Regions from separate parts of the Acanthopagrus latus genome. Here region 2 is linked to region 1. The links are chromatin contacts, called in public Hi-C maps. All regions are on one chromosome and are shown on one strand. The core of a region is the stretch at or near the end of the contact, and the rest is flanking DNA. Distances in the headings are between cores, read along the strand shown. Region 1 holds the start of LOC119025851 (sterile alpha motif domain-containing protein 9-like). Region 2 holds the start of inhbb (inhibin beta B chain).

Region 1 (2,559 bases), core at 21-2,520:
GTGATAGAAAGCTGCAGTATCACCAAATAGAAGAACTCCACCTCCCTTGATGACAGAGTGACTCACATTACCATCTGAGATTTGAACTTTTCAAACAATTCAATGATTTTCCCCTTCCCTCCAGGACTTGCACACACACAACCCTGCAGGTTCTCAACAGTTTGTGCTACACTGACATTGGCTCAACAAGTGACAAATATCTATAGGAGATTGTTTGTCTAGATTTGAAGAGAGACACCACACAGATACCAAAAAAATCATAAACATCTTCTCTTTAAGTCGCATAAGATCTCATTTGATGCCATTATCTACATCACAGGACACAATATTCATGCAATGCAGAACCATGTATGGTAAAATCTAGAAGCAGTAGAATTGCCTGTGATTTTACAAAGTTGCGTAAGTATATTCATACTATTTCACCAGTGAAGGCCTTAGTGAGCCTGATCTGGGAAGATTAGAAAACTGCAGTTGCAGGAGAAGTACTCTGATCTGTTACTTAAAGCTGCAGTCTGGAGTTTTGAGAAAAAAGAGGACTTAGCCAGAATATCTGAATGATCACAGTGCCCAGGTCTGTCCTTCTTCCTGTCTGCAGCCCTGTAGCCCTGCCATGCACGAGCAGGCTTGTAACCATGGTAACACAAGATGCAAACAACTATTAGTTATAGTATTTAAGTACAAGTGAAGTTTGGAACATTATTTTGACTGCTGTGGCTGTATGATGATTATATTTTGCTCAAAATAAAGTATTTTAACTGTTTTCTTTTGTGTTCAGGTACAGTATATGAAAGTGCCTGTTGTAACAGTGACTCTAAAAGAATTATGGCCAAAACTAAAGCTTGTGTAAAAGCTGTAAACAATCAAGCAGTCTGTTGTCCTGTTCATCTCAGACACTCTACCTCAGTATCTCATAAATTCAAGGTTCAGAGAGCAATAGCTCGAGGTGTGGTCTGCTATAAATCTTAATTTTCCCTTCCTTCCAATTTGCCACTGATAAAGTTTTGCACTCAAGCACTCTCATGGAAATAGCTGGGCCCTCCCAAATGTCTGCACGATTCAGAATCTATTCACACATTTTCTGAATGTTAATTAGTAGCAGGATGTTGACAAAACGAATGAGAATGGAACTACACAAAATAACTGCTACCTTTCTGTAATACTGTGATATATTGGGTTGGTTGGCTGAAGCAAGGAAGAAGCATAAAGTATTCAGCGAATGTTACTCATTTAGTGCATTAAAGCTGAACACCAATTCAGTAAAGAAGATTTCCTCCCAGCAGCTCGAAGTGATGTGACTGATGTACCTGGAACATTACAGGCTAGTCATCATCGTTCCCTGTCATACCCACTGACTTCAGCCACAAGGCAGCCATCTCTGGTATTGTTTCTTTTAAACAAAGCAACCAACACACACACACACACACACACACACACACACACACACACACACACACACACACACACAAAGCATTGCTTAGGTTTCGTTTCCTGTGAATAGACAGCCCACTGAGGGAGTTACTAGCTTCCGCATAGCACCGTCACAGAACAGATTTCTCTCTCCTCTCTGCAAACAAGCACATAAAGTTGTCTCCTGGAAAGTTCAGTCACATCATCCCTGTTGGAACACCTGAGCCTTGAACATCATGGAGGACAGCTGGCAGCACTGAGTCTCGATGAAATTGTCCAGAGGGGGTAAGTGTGTATTATCTAGCCTGTAATTTTTCTTTAATGAGCACTGGTTGATGGAAATGAATTTATCACAAAATGAACAATCTAAGTTATTTAAAATGAAAAAACATTTAATGCTTCACTCACATCCTCCAGTTTGGTTATTGTCTTACACCTTACTTTAGGATTTCAGTTTGTGTGAGAGATAACTTATTGTTCCATTCTAACATAACATTGATTCTTAGCACATCTATAGCAATTAAAAGAGCTGTTAATCAAATATAAAGTCACATTCTGATAGTTCTGTTTGCTTCAATATGATGGAATTGTGAATTGAACAGTTTTGACAGTTCTGAGCAGCTTCTTCCTGGTTTTATTAAACCACATTCAGGAACCACACTGATGATTTCCTCATATGTCCAAGAGTCTGGTTCACTCTAAAACAGATTCAATGGGAAATATAATTGCAGTTTGGGGAAGTGTTGTGAAACTGTAGTAATGTTTCAATTGCATTCATCCATACATGTATAGTAAATTCAGCATGTCAGATCATAGAAACTACTACAAATACTAAGAAGAGAAAGAAAAAAAAACTATACAGTAGGATAATACTGTATATCAGTGAGACAATTAAGCGTCTCTCTTGGCTGACATATAGTTTGTGATAACAAGCAAAGCATAGACGTACCTCAGTATTTATGGTGCCATCAAGGCTAGAGTATAAAACTAGTTATAGGGAGGGCTTTGTTCCACAGTTGTGGCACAGACAGTACTGGCAGAAGGTTAGACGAGGCTAACCATACTGGTTTGATTGGTCCAATGGTCACTGATGAGTTGTGAGAATAGGATTTTCTCATTTGTAATTTACTCGTATCAGATACAAAAAGACTA
Region 2 (2,559 bases), core at 20-2,519, 210 kb after region 1:
ACCTGGATAAGAACGCACATTTTAAGTAAAATGTTTAACACGCTTATATTTTGTGTTTTAATTGGATATATTTGAAAAACAAGTATCTGTTTTCTGTTCCTGTCAGAAACTCTCCGAGGTATTTGTGTCCACTAAGACGTTTTTAATTGGTTAAAGTCTCAACTGTGATGAATCGAATCATTTAGATTCCGACTGAACGTCAGCTCAGCTCTGGCTGTCAGATATACAGCTGCAACAGTGAACCAAGTAGTTATCAACACTTAAATTAACCGGCAAGTATTTTAATAATCACTGAATCGGTGTGAGTAATTTTTTAGGGGAAAAACACACTAAAACGTTCTGACGTACGAGTAAAAGTACTTGTAGTTTTCAGAGCAGGTGTGTGTGAGCGTGGCAGCAGTAATGTAGGTAAACAGGCCGAGTGAAGTGATGGATTAGAGAGGAGAGGCGGCTGCGTCACAGCTGATTAGTTTACTTTCCTAGCAGAGATCCTAAAGTTTCCAAAGATCCCAAATATTTCTGTCTACCTGTGAGGGAAACATACAGAAGTTTTTTGTTTGTTTGTTTTTGTTTGTTTTTTTTCCTGGTGATCTGTTTTCTAAGTCTAATCTAAATTGTTTTGCTCTTGTGTTTATGACCTGAGAATTCTACAGGAAGAGTGAAAAAAAGAGGTTTTTGGTTTTTCATCTATGAAACCAAGTGAAAAAAAAAATCTTTTTACAGATCTTTAAAAAAAAGTAATTTTTTCCCCCCCAAAATGTTTCGACTTTTTCTGAAAAAGTTGTTGATTTTTCCAGAAACACAATGACAACTTTACAGAAATGTTTTCATTTAATAATCAATCAACCATTAAATCACATTCATATGATATCTTGTACTAATTACTAACACTGAAAAAAATTCACATTTCAGAAACTTTTTTTCTTCAAAAAATGCTGTCGGCTCATTCCAAAAAGTTGTCTTTTTTTTTGTTACGAAAGAATGTTTTTGACTTTTTTCCGAAAAAAGTGGTTGACTTTTTCCAGAAACATAATGAGAATATTACAGAAATGTTTTCTTTTAATCATCAATCAACCATTAAATCACATTCATTTTATTTCTGCAGCAACTGATGAAAATGAATACAGTAAATTTGATAACGTTTATTGACATTTTCAGAAAGAAAGTTGCCAATTTTTTTCAGAAACACAATGAAAATGTTAGTCTTGATACATGAAAAAATGTTTTCACTTGGCTCGATACATGAAAAAAAAAAGTTTCTAGCAGGTCTCGATATTTTTTTTTCTCCCTAGGATGGGTAAAAAAATACATTATTTAAAAAAAAAAGTGAAATTATTTTTTCTTCAAGAGAAAATTATGTATTTTATGTGCATATCCAAGAGAAAACAAAGGTTTATCGAAAGAAAAAAAAATTCTAAATCATTTTCTTGTTCTTTATTTAAACTGAGTAAAAAATACTAATTTTCAAGTGAAACAACTTTTTCAAATATTCTTTTTCAAAAGATCTTTTCATAATATTTTTTGTGATAATTTTTCAAAAAATATATATAAAAAATAAAAAGTGAAAAAAAAAATGTTGTGGGGGGGAATGAATAAATAAATGCATGTAAAAAACATTTAAAACATTTTTCCTCAAGGGTTAAGTGTGTAAGTTAATCATCTCAGTGTTGTAGTAAATTAAAGTAGGTGTGGTAACATGTGGGGCAGAAATATTTCAGACTTTCAGCACAAATTCAGACCAAAGTGTCCGGCAGTAACAGAATCCAGGATGTTGTGAAGGAGCAGGTTCAGTTGTAGATGTCAAAACATTTTCTGAACATTTATTTCTGCAAAAATCAAATGTGTAATAAATCATTTTACATCATAAGAACTACCAACAAAAAAAAAAAAACAGTAATACAAAAATATTTTAGATTATTTTCTTTACAAAACGTCAGTAAACTCTTCAAACATACATTTAACAAAGATGAAGTGATAATGTAACACTGTTGTTGGTAACGTCTGTTGTTCCGGGCTGTTAGGAGTCAGTCAGAGTCATCTGCCACATGGAGATCGGGCTGAGTCCGGTGCAAGGTCTTCCCCCCAGCACCAGCAGCAGATCGGGTAGATGCTGGGCCATATTTCCATCCTCCTCGTCCAGCAGGTCCTCATCTGTGCACTTACTCCTGAAAGCCTTGTTCTCAAAGGTCAAACAGTTTCCGATCTGCAGCGAGTCTTTTTCCAGCAGCCCCTCTTTGCTGTTGACCAGTTCTGAGGACTGTGTGAGTGTTTTGCTGCCGTAGCATCGGTCCGGGCTGAAAGTCTCCAGCTCTATAGCTCCCTCAGATCCCAGAAAACTGAGCGGGGCAGGGAAGCACTTGTTCTTGAAAGGCCTTACTCTCCCATCCAGCAGCCTGGGTTGGAGTCCTGAGCTGGAATAGGGGCTGCTGCTGTTGGACTTGTAGCTGGGGCCCAGCCCGGTGCAGCAGTGGTGGATCTTGTCGGGGGCGTTGGAGCCTGGGAGTGTAGCTACCTGCGCCCAGGTCTGAGTGCTGAAGTTGTACCTCCACAGGCAGCTCT

What was found. Hi-C and Micro-C count contacts between places; a contact is called where the count stands out from the background.
Region 2: a Hi-C map of muscle shows a contact between it and region 1, with 3 times the contacts expected there. The contact joins the promoter of inhbb here to the promoter of LOC119025851 in region 1. A contact is called at or near these places in 2 of 4 Hi-C or Micro-C datasets (both in muscle).

Annotation. Positions count from the first base shown.
Region 1 is chr9:27,428,491-27,431,049 of fAcaLat1.1, forward strand. It overlaps LOC119025851 (sterile alpha motif domain-containing protein 9-like), which reads left to right and starts at 1,271. Exons shown (of 5, transcript XM_037109858.1): 1 at 1,271-1,692. All of the region lies in intron 1 of LOC119025855 (a long non-coding RNA gene), which reads right to left.
Region 2 is chr9:27,636,285-27,638,843 of fAcaLat1.1, forward strand. inhbb (inhibin beta B chain) reads right to left here and starts at 1,270. Exons shown (of 2, transcript XM_037108892.1): 1 at 1-1,270. It overlaps si:dkey-3d4.3 (host cell factor 2), which reads right to left. Exons shown (of 9, transcript XM_037108891.1): 9 at 1,420-2,559. The coding sequence ends at 2,018. All of the region lies in intron 3 of LOC119025392 (a long non-coding RNA gene), which reads left to right.